Linked DNA regions of Mus musculus: all the other regions are linked to region 3. A link is a contact called in public promoter capture Hi-C data. All regions are on one chromosome and are shown on one strand. Each heading gives the region's core, a stretch centred on a gene start, on an enhancer-like site or on the middle of the called end of the contact. The rest is flanking DNA. Distances are from core to core; before and after follow the strand shown. Region 1 holds the start of Tctn1 (tectonic family member 1). Region 2 holds the start of Ubc (ubiquitin C). Region 3 holds the start of Rsrc2 (arginine/serine-rich coiled-coil 2). Region 4 holds the start of Ift81 (intraflagellar transport 81).

Region 1 (3,570 bases), core at 713-3,212, 1.5 Mb after region 3:
GGAGTTGTCAGACTCTATTGGTGGGGAAAGAACACTGGGGAGTGGCTCTGGAGAAAGGTTGGGCGGTTTCTTATAAACTTACACACAAGACCATAGAATGTACTTCTAGGAAGGGTATCCAAGAGAAATGCAAATACAGGTCTACTTAAAGTCTAGTATACCTGTTAGAACGGCTTTCATTAAAAACCACTGAGGGGCTGGCGAGATGGCTCAGCCAGTAGGAGCACTGACTGCTCTTCCAAAAGTCCTGTGTTCAAATCCCACCAACCACATGGTGGCTCACAACCACCCATAATGAGATCTGATGCCCTCTACTGGAGCATCTGAAGACAGCTACAGTGTACTTACATATAATAATAAATCAATCTTTAAAAACCACTGAAAACTAAAACCAAACCAAATTCTACACCCAGTAAACTTGTTACTTGTTGCCAACAAAAATGTTGACTGGGAAGAAACTCCAGCATAGGTGACTACTATATTGCTTATATTCATATATTCAGTTTTGAATAATGGAAGCGTCACATTTAGATGTGTGCTTTTATTTGGGTGCACACACTCATGCAGGTGCCCCCAGGGACCAGAGGACCGGTTTATATCCTTTAGAGCTGGAGTAACACAGGTGAGAAGCCACCATGCTGGTGCTGAGAACTAAACCCTGGTCTTCTCCAAGCAGCAAGGGCTCCTAATGGCTGAGTCATCTCTCTAGCCCCTAGATGGACTCAGTGAATTATGATGGAAAGAAAGAAAGAAAGAAACTAACAAATGAGTCCCCACTGTCCCCTAAGGCTTTCGAAATGTATGAGCAGATAACAGTCTACACCTTGAAGTCAAATGTCAGAAAATTACATTGAGGCTTGAGACTGGATAAAAGGATTTTGAGAACTTTTCACAGAATGATTTGAAGCACAGGGCTGTAAGACTTAAGGAAGGGCTGGAGAGATGGCTCAGCGGTTAAGAGCTTGGGCTGCTCTTCCAGAGGTCCTGAGTTCAATTCCCAGCAACCACTTGGTGGCTCATGTCATGTCTATGACTGTCTCATGGGATCTGATGCCCTCTGCTGGTGTACATACATACAGACACAACACCATATACAAAAAACAAAACAAAACAAAACATAACTAACCCTTAAAAAATACCTGAGAGACAGAGGCAGGTGGTTCTCCGAGTTCGAGGCCAGACTGGTCCACAGAGTGCATTCTGGGACAGTCAGGTCTACAGAGAGAAACCCTGTCTCAAATTCCTCCCCCATCCTCCCCCTACCAGTAAACACACACACACACACACACACACACACACACACACACACACACACACGATGAGAAGAACATTCCAAATGATATAATCATAAAGGCAGATATGGAGGTTGGATGCGGTGGTGCATGCCTGGCATGAGGCACTGACATAGGGCTGCCTTGGGTTCGAGATTAGTCAGGCACAGAGAGATCCCGTCTAAAAGAACCAAAAAGTTAAGAATTCTTTTGTTTCTCTTATCATAAATAAATCCGTGGACAGAAGTGCTCTGGCGACCTCCTGCGATGTATCCAAAGGCAAAGAAAGTAAAGAAAGTGTTACATGGGGTAAGAAATTCAATGTAACTTAAAGGAACCAAGTCACTTCTAAACATGCGCTGCGGGTCTTTTATTAGAAATACTCTCTTCTAGGCTCTGCCCTAGTCTTGACTGACTCCGAATTCTGTGAGGCTATAGCTGGGAATCTACATTTTTAAAAAAAAAAAAAAAAACAACCACGCAGCACCCAAAGTGTCACAACAGAAGTTTACATCTTCCGATTTTCTGAGGGCTCCTTAGAAAGAGCTGTCTCATACCCCGCCCCCACCGGCCCCGCCCCTCCTCTCCGATTCCGCCCAGGCCCCGCCTATAGCCTCGCCCAGCTCCCGCCCCATTCGCGGGTCTGACTTCAGGCCCCACCTTCTTCCGCAGACCAGTTTGGCCTCGCGAGCCCTTTCCCGTGATACCTAGCGCTAGGCTGTGACTGTTGCCCGGGCAACAGACGGGCCTAGCTCCCCGGCGCGGGCTACTCTGCTAGGCCATGGGGTCGCGGGGTCTCCCGCCGCTCCTGCTGGTGCTCCTAAACTGCTACACCTCTTCGAGCACCCAGGTCATTGCCATCCCGGCTGCGGCCACCCCAGCAGTGACGAAGGAGGATCTCAATTCCACCAAGGCCACCCCCACCACTCTGCAGCCCTCCCTGTCGCCTAGGACCCCGGGAACTCCCAGGGCACCGGAGCGCTCTGGCCCCAGGCCTACCCCGGTCACGGACGGTGGGTACAAAGGGGTGACCCCCCTGGAGCGGGTACACCAGCTCAAAGTTACCCCCTTCTCAGCCTCCCTGTCGTTACCCTCAGGGGGAGATCGGATCTCTGGCACACAAATGCGGAGGGCGGGGCTCAGTTACTCCCTTTTCCGCATCATTGCAGACGGCTGCAGTGGGGTACTAGATAGAAACCTACAGAATGAGTTGAAGGCAGTACTGGTAGAAGAAAGAGTGCTAAGTGGATCTTCGTCCTCTCCACGCAGACACACGGACATGGGCATCCCAGTTGTGTCTAGATTACTGAGAGCCCAGCAGATATTTTCAGGGTGATTAAGTGCGTTTTAGACATTTTTTACCAGCTAAATGGAGTTATTAAACACACCTGTTTCATCCGTATCTACTTACCGCTCGGAATTTGAAGCTTTGGCAACAATTCGTGGTTGTAAATTTAAACACATGAGGTAGTGGACTTAATTGCTCTCTCCCTTTTACCCATCCCAGTGAAGGGAGTATGGCGTTCTTTTAGTGAGTACGCGCAGTTGTCCATGGCTAGAGAGGACCTAGTCAAGGAGGAGCTAATTTGTCTTTCGGACTAAGAAAGCATTTTTCATTTATCAATAAAACTCCCCTTTCCCTTCGTGCCTTTCCAGAGCGTTATACCACTTTCGGGGGGAATTTTTTCTAAATCTTAAAAAAGTATTTTAAATTGTGTGTGCATATTTGTATATGTTTGTGAGGATGGGGTGGATATATATTGGCGCCCTTGGAGAACCGAAGTGGGGAGCTGGAGTTTGTTTGAGAGCTGGCTGACTTGGGTCCTGGGAACAGAAGTTAGGTCCTGTATACAAGCAGTATGTGCTTTTAACTCCTGAGCCATCTCCCCAGCCTGTTCTAGAACCATTCCAGTCTCCTGCCTTCGCCTTCTTTCCTAACTTTGTTCCTGACAGGTTTGCTAAGTGACCCAGACTGGCCTGTAACCTGACATCTTCCTGACTCTGCCTCCCAGTTGCTGAGATTCCCAGGTGTGGGCCTCCCAGCCTGCCTCCCATCTCTAGAGCTTGTTTTTTTGTTTTGGTTTTTTTTTTTTTGTAAATTTTGAAACCATTCATTCATACAAATAAGAATGCTATGACATCCCGTCAGCATTTGGCTAAAATTCTTTGTTTGAAGCCTGAGATTATTGCCCCTCTTCCCCAAAAGGAAACCAAACATTACAGTTAAGATGCAGCCCAGGGGGCTGGAGAGATGGCTCAGTGGTTAAGAACACTGACTGCGCTTCCAGAGGTCCTGAGT
Region 2 (3,386 bases), core at 230-2,729, 1.6 Mb before region 3:
TTATGAATTCCTAAACCAGGGAGCCAGACAGGCCTGAATTCTCAGCGTCTGGGTGGTAGAGGCAGGAGTATCAACTGCAAGTTAGAACCCAGCCTGATCTATGTCATGAGTCCCAGGGCAGCCAGGGCTACATATAGGAACCCTGTCTCAAAAAAACTCAAAAAATGCTGAGATTAAAGGCATTTAATAGTGTGTGTCCATCTAAGTGTGTGCCACATGTATGTGAAAGTGTCCCTAGGGACATTGGACCCTCCTGAAGCTGGAGTCACAAGCTAGCTGCCTGACAGGGTTGCTGGGTATTGAATTCATGTACTCTGGAAAAAGACCTGTTCCTACTGGGGAGCCATCTCTCCCCATCAGGGATTCAATTCTTACCTTCTAAGGTCTTAGGCCTTACATTTCAAAAACCTGAGCTGGGCAGTGGTGGCGCAGGCCTTTAATCCCAGCACTTTGGAGGCAGAGGCAGGTGGATTTCTGAGTTCGGGGCCAGCCTGGTCTACAAAGTGAGTTCCAGGACAGTCAGGGCTACACAGAGAAACCCTGTCTCAAAAAACCAAAAAAAAAAAAACAAAACAAAACAAAACAAAAAAAACCCTGAATAATTTGATTCGTATAAGTGGGATATATGCTTGCTGTAATCTGAACATTGTACTACACGTGCACATTTGTGCTTTTTTGTTTTTGTGGGGGTTTTTTGTTTGGTTTTTGGTTTTTCAAGTCAAGTGTAGCCCTGGCCATTCTGGAACTTGATCTGTAGACCATACTTGGGAGGCAGAGGCAGGAGGACCTATATAAACTTGAGACCAGCCTGGTCTACATAGCATATTCCAGGACAGGCAGGGCTACACAGAGAAACCCCCATCTGAACAACAAAAATTTAAAAATCAGGGCTTCAGTGGGTTCAGTCTCAGAATATGAACAACAAATATGAACAACATTTGGAAATTTTGACCTTTACTTAGTGACAAGCACATAGAAAACATAGAACCTTCTCGAATCCAAGGACACAAGGTTTAGGAAAAATCTGGAAAGATCAGGTTCTGCTGGGCTTCAGATCTAATGCCAACAGTTTTCAAGAACTGTGTAGACTGTCTGCTTTCCTTGACAAACTCAGATTCGTTTTTCCAAATCGGGGAGAGATTCCCTCCTTCGTATTTTTTTTTTTTAAATTTATTAAAAACCCTTTGTCATTTTCCTTGTTAGGAGATTTGCACAGTCATCCACCCTGTCACTGTGCCAAAACAGTGAGGGCTGGGCATAGTGACCCGCCGGGGATGAGGGGATTGAGGAGGCGAGGTCACCAATGGGATCCCAGTGTGACAGGAGCCAAAGCCCTGGGTCCCCCTAGCGCGGAAAGAAAACAGGGGGGGTGGGGGGTGGTGGCCTGACTAGGGGCGCCAGGCCGCGAAGCCGCAGGGCGCCTGCGCCAAGGCCCGCTCCGGCCTCAGTGATCCCAGCCGTGTTTTCGTGCCGATCGTCTCACGCGCGCTGATCCCTCCGCGGAGTCGCCCGAGGTCACAGCCCTGCCCTCCCACACAAAGCCCCTCAATCTCTGGACGCCACCGTGAAACAACTCCGTGAGAGAGGTACCTTGATAGTTTTAGCCTGTCGCTTTCGCTGCCGAGACTGGACCCGGCGTTACAAAGTAGTCCCTGACCGCATTGCCCGCGGAGGGACCGCGCGGAAGGGGGGGGGCGGGGCTTCGGTGACTATATAAAGAGACGCCGGGCGTGCCGCAGCTAGTTCCGTGGAGACTGCGAGTTCCGTCTGCTGTGTGAGGACTGCCGCCACCACCGCTGGTGAGGAGAAAGCCGCCGCACCCGGTCGGGGACGGGAGGCTGGAGGCGAGACGGGGCGAGAGGCAGCCCCGCGGCCCAGACGTTTGGTTTCCGTGGCCCGCGCGGACCGCGGCTGCCCCGAGGCAGAGGACTGGGCGGCAAGATGGCGGCCAGATGGAAGCCTGAGGGGGAAGACGCGGGGCTCTGACGCGCAGGACGAGGTTGGGGGAGGAAAAAGGCCCGCGAGGCCGCTGCCCTCCGGTTAAGCCGGGGACGTCGGAGACTGTGGGGTGGGGACTGAATTAGGGTTGCGCGCCGTAGGAGCCTCTGCTGTGAGAGCCGTGGATATTGGGCTGGCCCGAGAGGTCGATTGGCCCGGCGTTCGTCCGTTCGTTTGCTGAAAGACGGAAGTGCGATCGAGACCGGAAGGGGGTTGGGCGGCGGTTCAGCCTGCCTGGCCTGCCGCCCCCTGTGACGTCGCGGGTTGCGTGGCCTCCTAATGGATAGTGACGTCACTATCTTGACTTTAGCTTTCCCTCGGTTGTAGGACAGGGTTTGGGTCTCGGCCTCCGGTAGCCTCTCCAGAGTAAACAGGAACCGGAAATTCAGAGGGGAAATGTGAGCCATTCTTGTCCTGTTTCGTTTTAAGAATGTCGCTGTACAACTATGACTACTGAAACTTTTGGGGGGGGGGTTCGAGACGGTTTCTCTATGTAGTCCTGGCTGTCCCGCATCTCACTCTGTAGATCAGGCTGGCCTCGAACCCAGAAATCCTCCTGCCTCTGCCTCCCAAGTGTTGGGACGAAAGGCACCACCATTGTCCTGCGACAAGGGTGTTTTTTTTTAAACTGTCAAAATCTCTGCCTCTACCACCCCATGTGATGAGGTCCAAGGCCAGTACCACCACTCCAGACTAATTTTAATCGTTCAGACAAAAGTTTGGTGTTCTTTTGGGGGAAGGAGAGTTGAGGCAGGATTACACTGTCTCTGGCTGACCTTCCAGTTAGAGATCTGCCCACCTCAGTGTCCCCAGTGCTGAGGTCAGCGATAGGCATGGGCTCAGACTTAGTTTTGCAGTAGTAACTTGCTATATTACCATTCTGAAACTGAATCCGGGACTGCTGTGGTTTCATAACCTCCCAGAGGTCAGGCTTTTCTGCAAACTGTTCAAATAGACAGAAATTGACTTTCAGCTGTTGGTATACTGAAGTCTCCATCCTGTAAATTTGGTAATACAAAAAGACTCACCATGCCGAGGTTTCTTAACTTTGTTAGTCAACAATCTTATTTTCTTGATGGTTTTTCGGGGTGGGGGGATTGGATTCAAGACAGAATCTGTGTAGATAGACCTTGCTATTTAGACTTATAGCATCCAGTTGACAAATGTTGATGCCATCCCACAAATATTTGTGTCATTCCTGACCTGTGAATTGTTTTGTATATTTTGTGACAGACGATGCAGATCTTTGTGAAAACCTTAACTGGTAAGACCATCACCCTGGAGGTCGAGCCCAGTGACACCATTGAGAATGTCAAGGCAAAGATCCAGGACAAGGAGGGCATCCCCCCTGACCAGCAGAGGCTGATCTTTGCAGGCAAGCAGCTGGA
Region 3 (3,476 bases), core at 169-2,668:
GTTGTTTGTTTGTTTGTTTTGTTTTGAATAACTTTTTCTTTTGAGTCAGCCTCTCACTGTGTAACTAAAGGTCTTGATCCTAACTTGAACTCAGGATCGTCCTACCTCAGCTCTAGACTCCTGGGATTTCAGTCAAGAGCTATCACGTCCTGCTTGTTCTGGGTTTTGATGGTTCCTGGGACTCTATTTGAATTGTCTGATAATATGCTATCTGGAAGCAGATAACATTTGGGCTAGGAATGTAATGAATAAAGGAAAAGAGCTCCTGCTAAGAACATAACACGACTTTAAATCCCAGCACTCAGGAGGCAGAGGCAGGTGGATCTCTGAGTTCTGAGCCAGACTGGCCTTTAACCTAGTACTTGGGAGGCAAAGACAGGACAAAGCTCTGTGAGTCTGGACTCAGACCACAGGCTAGACCAGTTATTCAGCACTCTACCAACTGACTTAACATTCCCAACCCTGAGGTTTATAGTCTTGAGGGAACAACAACGACAAAATGGTTGAACACTGTGTCAAGTATTTGGGTTTTTTTGGTTTTGGTTTTTTTTTTTTTTTTTTTTTTTTCCTTCGAGACAGGGTTTCTCTATGTAGCCCTGGCTGTCCTGGAACTCACTCTGTAGACCAGGCTGGCCTCGAACTCAGAAATCCGCCTGCCTCTGCCTCCGGAATGCTGGGCTGGGATTAAAGGCGTGCGCCACCACTGCCCCGTTTAAGACTACACTTTCTTCTGGTGAAAGAGAGCAAACAGGTGATAAACAGATTTTGACATCACCGAGTGCGGAAAAAAAACAGACGAGCCAATACAAGGTCATGAATCAGATGAAACACTATCGATGAAGCTATATCCACGAAAACTCAGACGGCCTGCCATCTAGAATCCTCTCTAATTTTTTTCTCCCGCCATCATCTAGAGATCGATAAAACCCAGAGACGGACTGAAGCCCCCTGCTGGTTCCACCTAACACTCCTCCCGCTCCCATCGAGCCGCAAGGCTGACGTCTCACCTGCAGCAGCTGACGAAATTAAAAAGAGAATTCTCAAGTGTCTCACACTTCTTCCCGACGGACACAACCGCCCCTACTCATTTTACCTTCCCTGCCACTGATTTGAATTGGCGGGAGAATACCGTGCTCAACCCCTTTTACGGAGGCCGGAGCAGGCCAAACTTGGCTCAAAATTGAGCGCGGAAACCGCCCCGCCCTAAACTAAATTGAATTCCCGATACCGAGCATCCATTCTGGGAGGTATCCTTGGCCCCACCCACTTCGTAGGCTTCACGCCACGCCCTTCGAGAGACTAACCAATCACCGCCTCGAACCGCGTTGTTATAGAAACTCTTATCGCCACCCACTTTTTCTCCCAGCAAGCTGCGCGCCTGGCCCGGCCTCATCCCCTTTTTTTTTTTTTTTTTTTCTTGTGCCATCCGGGTCTCTCGCGCAAGAGATTCAGTCTGTGGCGAAGCTTCGAGGCGGCCAGTACTGTTGAGTGCGGGCAAGCAGAGGCGCCGCCTTAGCGGCCGGGACTCAAAAAAATAATGGCGGTAGGTACTAAGTGGAGCTCGAAGGCCAGGCTGGGTTTTTTGTTTGTTTGTTTCTTTAACACAGAGTGGGCGACCAGCTCATCAGGGCTGTTGTCCGTGCCTGTGTGTGGACAAGATGGCGCCGCGGCCGCTCGCTGCGCTCGCCATCATGGCTTCCTGCTGCAGGGAGGGGGAGGTAAGGCCGTCTGGCTGGGGGTGGGGAGCCGCAGGGAATGGCTTGGTTTTTTCTTTCCCTCTCCAGAACTTTCCTCATCATTTTCCCTGACCCAGTATTTCTCCAGAAGCCCACCGAACTGTGGGGTTTAGCTCTTTGACCCAGACTGGTGTTAGGCTTTGCGTTTCCTAAGGCTTCTGCGTTCATGCTTGGCGCTTTATCGCATTTGACCGGAAAGGAAAAAAAGACCAGAAGTATCCTCTGGGACGCATCGGGTCAAAAGGCAGGCTCCTTAAGGCGCAGTGTAGGAGGACACAGTCTTTTTATTTGTTTGTTTATTTATCTTTGAGCGATCCCTCAGTGATAGGGCTACTTCTAGTTTTGCGAACCTTATTGGTTGAAACTGGGATTCACTTAAAGAGGGGAAAAAAAAGTCTATCTAGTTCCAGTCCCTTATGTTTTAAAGCGATTTATGAGGTTTTTTTTTGGGGGGGGTTGGTTTTTTTTTGTTTTTTGGGGTTTTTATTTTTGAGGCATGGTTTCTCTGTAGCCCTGGCTGTCCTGAAACTCGCTCTGTAGGCCATGCTGCCCCCGAACTCCGAAACCTTTGAGAACCGCAGCATTGTTTAAGACCCCCTTCCTGAACCAAATGGAAGCCGTATCTAAGAGACCTGAACAGGAAGCCTGCCCTGGATATATACTATGCTCATTGCTAATGAATCATATTAGCCTGTGATAATTTGTTTCTGGTTTTCGAAAGAAAATATTCTTGTAAGCATTCTGTATTTCCTTTTACTGACAGGTTTTAACTTCATATTGCAAATAAGGCTTACTTTTCCTGATAGTTGGAGTATTTGAAATTAGAATGGTACAGGTAGTTTTTCTGCATCTCACTACCCTCTTTCTAGATGAATTTAGAATGATTTTTTTTTTTTTGACTTTTCAAAGAGTAGGCAAGCTTTTTTAAATTGTGGGATTAGTGTCTTGGGCCTCTTAGTATACTTCAAGAATGGTATTATTTGCCGGGTGTGGTGGCGTACGCCTTTAATCCCAGCACTTGGGAGGCAGAGACAGGTGAATTTCTGAGTTCGAGGCCAGCCTGGTCTACAGAGTGAGTTCCAGGACAGCCAGGGCTACACAGAGAAACCCTGTCTCGAAAAACCAAAAAAAAAAAAGAAAAAAAAAGAATGGTATTATTTTCCTTGTGTTCCATTATTTTAAGTGAGATAAATTCAGTTATTGGCTTTCTGCAGTGTCGTCCACTGTAAACGTAATCCTCCAGAGAGCTGGCCTAGTATCAAATCCTCTGCTAAAGGGATTTGTATGCTGTGCTTCAGCTGTTGTCTAGGGTTTTCACGATTTAAATGTGGAAAACGGGTGGCTTATAGACCCAGTGACTGAACATTGCAGTTTGCAGGCAGTGTTTCTATGGATTTCTACTAAACTGAAGTAAAACTGACTAATTGATATTTTGGCTCTCAGTCTCCGGGGGATGGGGAGGACGCCTATTATTTCATGGGTTTAATGATGAAGTGGGTTTTATTCTGTAGTGTGTTTTGTATGTGAAATGACTGCTCATAACCTGTGTCACACAGTGGTTCCTCTTGTTACCAGGCTTCTGAGCATGCTACAGAATAAGCGTTATTGGACTAAACCTCTTTTTCTGTAGTTTTCAGTTCTCATATTGGTTTTCAGAAAAAGGGTTCCTAGTGAGAGGCTGTAACAGGAGATTGAAAAGTTTGGGGGCAGCTTTGGACACACGGGCATCTGAACCTGAGA
Region 4 (3,453 bases), core at 883-3,382, 1.1 Mb after region 3:
CTCCCAAGTGCTGGGATTAAAGGCATGCGCCATCACTGCCTGGCTTGCAAGACTGTTTCAAAATCAAATATGACCAAAAGCATTTTTTAAAAATTTAAAAAGGGAATCATCTCCGGGTCCGGGGAGATGGCTTAGGCATTAAAATCATGTGCTGCTCTTCCAGAGAACCCAAGTTTGATTCTTGTCACACACACATAATGGCTGGTAGCAGTCTCTAACTCCATTTCCAAGGGTCTGATGCTCTCCCTTCTGGCCTCCATGGGCACTGCATGCATGTGGTGTACACACACGCAGACAAAAACATCTGTACACATAAAATACATAAAATAAAAATGAACATATGGGGGCAACAGTCTAACATCTTTTGGGCCAATGAGAGTCTTCGCCGAGAACTTTCTGGAACACTAGGCTGCCAGGACAGGGGTAAGCCTCCCAGTACTAGCAGCCCACCAGTACTAGCAGCCCATTCAGAGCAAAGGGGGAGGAGACAGAGATGGGGGGAGAGAGCAAGTCAAGATGACAGTGAACTCTTAGATTAAGTCATACAGGAGTGATATGAACTTCCCAATGACACAGCATCTAAGCACCTGTTTTAGTTTGCTTTCTATTTCCGTAATAAACTACCATGACCAAAAACAACTTGGGGAGGAAATGATTTACTTAGTTTACAGATCATAGTCCGTCATCAGGAAAGAAAAGGCAGGAGCTTGAAGCAGGAACCACAAAGGAATACTTCTTACTGGCCTGCTTCTCCTGAGATTCTCAGCTACCTTTCTTACATCGGCCAGGCCCACATGCCCAGGGGTGGCCTTGCTCACAACGGGCCCGGCCCTCCTACACACAATAAATTAATGATGTAATAAAATAAAAAGCAAGGTCGGAGGTGTAACTCAGTGGTAGAGTTCTTTCCTAGCACAGGCTATAGGAGAACAGGATGAGGAGGTGGAGGAAGAGGGGGTGGAGCGGGAGGTGAGGTAGAAGTGACAAGCTTTCAGAACCGCTGTTAGAGCCTGTTAGAAATCTATTCAAAATCTCAAACACAGTTCAGTTAGAAGGTACCATTAGGAGCTTACATACCAGACTTGACCAGGCGTCTCTGGGGGGAAAAGAAAAGCTACCCACAGTTTGTTTCAGACAGAATAAGCAAGGTCTCTATGCTGTAAAACTGTTGCTAGGAATGTCTTCTTAGACTCCTCAGTGAATCCCACCAAGGAATCACAGGGTGAAGTCAGTTCCTCCTTTCGTCTGTAGCAGGTGGGGACACCACAATCTGTCTCTGTGGAACCTGTCTCTAGGTTTGTGTGCCAAGCGCCTTTACCAGTTGAGCTACCTCAACAGGTCATTTGGATTCTTTTTACTGGTCTTTAAACAGCGCTCTGTCTAATGGAGACATGACAGTATGATTCCTTCAGCCATCCCTGTCCCCCAGTAAACGTCACACATACTCTGTCATCACTGAGACATCTTGGTACATTTCTCTCCGTCCTGGGCTGTTTAACTATATTGCCTCTCTTTCCCCATCATCTCTGTGAGGACAGAACCAACCCTATTGGGTCTTGTTCTCTATTGCATTTCCAGCAGTCAGCAGTATGGAATGCCTAATTTATCATTTGTTAGCTTGAGGTTGTGGCAAGTCTGGTATTACATTTACTGTTTCTCCAAGGATGTCTGAGCATCTAACCTAGTTTTCAGAGTAGGCCTCCATTTGTCCCGGTCTGTCTCTCCTCTCCATGTCTGGGTCTCTCAATCCATAGTTTATAATTGTTCCATGCATGATTTAACCTGGAGATTCTTTCGTCGAAAACCTAAATTCGGAAACCACGCCCAATGCTTTCTGACCCCAAACCCTATCCAGTCCTGCTTCAAACAAGTCGCCCCAAGTTTGGTAAATAAATGAATGAATGAATGAAACAGCACACGCAAACAGCACAGGTTAAGCCCTTTGTCAAGGTGAGAACGGTAGACGGTTCGCAAAGGTTATTATCAGCAGGAGTCTAAGTGGGAATAACAGCCAGAGTCACCCTAGGCTTTCTGCAGAGGTTCGGAACCCCAGGTACCAGGGCCAAGCTTTCCAGCCCGAGGCTCCGCCCTCCGGTGTGCGCGCGCCCCCCTCCTCCCCGAGCCAGAGGAAGTGACGTCACCGCATGGCAACCGTTGCCAAGGAGCGGTCTCTAAGAACCCGCAAGCGCCCCAGTGCCTCCCGAGGGTGGGGAGGTGGTTTCGTGAGGAGGATTTGAGGTAACCCCCGCCAACTCGCGGTCGGGAACTCCGCGAACCCCCGAATCCCGTCAAGCTGCGCCCGCTCCCGGCCGGTGGCGGCAGCAGGGCCTGTCGGGGGGCGGGGGGTCGGCCGCGCGGGTCCCCCTCGGTCTCCGGGCGTCGCAGGAGGCCGTAGGCCTGCGCGCGCTGCCCCGGCTGGGCCGGATACCACGCGCGTCCTGGTTTTAATTCTTGCCCCGGCTCCCCCTGGGTGCTGCAGTGGGTGAGTGCTGGTGAATTAGCTCGGCCGGTTGCGCTGGAAGAGGGAGAGTAATTGCTTTTGCTAATTTTAGCGCGCAGCGCCCGGCGGGCAGCGACAGCCCTACCTGGTTCAAGAGCATCTCTGTCCTCTGAAAGCTGGTGGGGCAACGCAGCTCATTTCTTTTCTTAAAAAAGTTTGGAAACTTGGCGTGTATTAGTTGCGCATAATGGGTACCACTGTATTCACACATGCATACATATAGTGTATTCCATCACCCCATCCCCGTTTCTCGCTCTTCGCTTTCCTGCTCCCACGGAATCCATTTCCTAACCCTTCTCCCTTCGACTTTTTTGCCCCCACCTCACTCCCCTTTTCTTTTGGAGGTCCAATGAGTTTAATTATGGTTCCCCACCCTTAGCAACCATTAAGTTGCCTGTAATAATCGTGAGCCCCTCCCCTTTTCTTCTCTTGGCAACATTTTCTTGCTTATCCAGATATTTGGTTTGATTTTGTGTTTCTCAGAGAAGAAAAAGCCGTATGGACAACTTCTAAATTAGTTTAAATATATGTGGATATAAGGATGTGTATTATATTTTTACAGTTGAAAACTTGAGCCTCCCAAGTTTTTAAAAAGTAAAGATATTCTCTGTAATTTATTTATTTCTGGCTTGTTTTTTGAGACAATGCTTCTCTGTAGAGTCCTGGCTGGCCAGGAACTCACTCTGTAGACCAGGCTGGCCTCAAACTCAGAAATCCTCCTGCCTCTGCCTCCTAGCACTGAGATTAAAATTGCACACTACTATCCCTGAGATAGTCTTTATATATAAACTTAAAAAGAAACCTTAAATTTAGCAACCATACTGGTTGTGCCATCCTTTCTTATCTTTTAGAACAACTTTATTTCCTTCCTTCTAGCTTCCTTCCTCCTTTCCTTCCTTCCTTTCTTCCAAATGTCTTCTAAATGTAAGCTTCACCCACCCAATTAAAGAACC

The links. Promoter capture Hi-C pulls out the DNA fragments that hold promoters and counts their contacts.
Region 1: a contact with region 3 is called in a promoter capture Hi-C map of pre-B cells, with 3 times the contacts expected there. The contact joins the promoter of Tctn1 here to the promoter of Rsrc2 in region 3. A contact is called at or near these places in 2 of 39 promoter capture datasets (liver and pre-B cells).
Region 2: a contact with region 3 is called in a promoter capture Hi-C map of neural stem cells. The contact joins the promoter of Ubc here to the promoter of Rsrc2 in region 3. A contact is called at or near these places in 1 of 39 promoter capture datasets (neural stem cells) and 1 of 115 datasets of contacts at active chromatin or transcription factors (pancreatic cancer cells).
Region 4: a contact with region 3 is called in a promoter capture Hi-C map of pre-B cells, with 2.0 times the contacts expected there. The contact joins the promoter of Ift81 here to the promoter of Rsrc2 in region 3. A contact is called at or near these places in 1 of 39 promoter capture datasets (pre-B cells) and 1 of 9 other capture datasets (liver).

The regions. Positions count from the first base shown.
Region 1 is chr5:122,262,852-122,266,421 of GRCm38.p6, reverse strand. It overlaps Tctn1 (tectonic family member 1), which reads left to right and starts at 1,962. Exons shown (of 14, transcript NM_001039153.3): 1 at 1,962-2,284. The coding sequence starts at 2,053.
Region 2 is chr5:125,388,110-125,391,495 of GRCm38.p6, reverse strand. Ubc (ubiquitin C) reads left to right here and starts at 1,479. Exons shown (of 2, transcript NM_019639.4): 1 at 1,479-1,586; 2 at 3,232-3,386. The coding sequence starts at 3,235.
Region 3 is chr5:123,747,356-123,750,831 of GRCm38.p6, reverse strand. Rsrc2 (arginine/serine-rich coiled-coil 2) reads left to right here and starts at 1,418. Exons shown (of 10, transcript NM_001005525.2): 1 at 1,418-1,543. The coding sequence starts at 1,538. Kntc1 (kinetochore associated 1) reads right to left here and starts at 1,106. Exons shown (of 64, transcript NM_001042421.1): 1 at 1,008-1,106.
Region 4 is chr5:122,613,223-122,616,675 of GRCm38.p6, reverse strand. It overlaps Ift81 (intraflagellar transport 81), which reads left to right and starts at 2,132. Exons shown (of 19, transcript NM_009879.4): 1 at 2,132-2,238.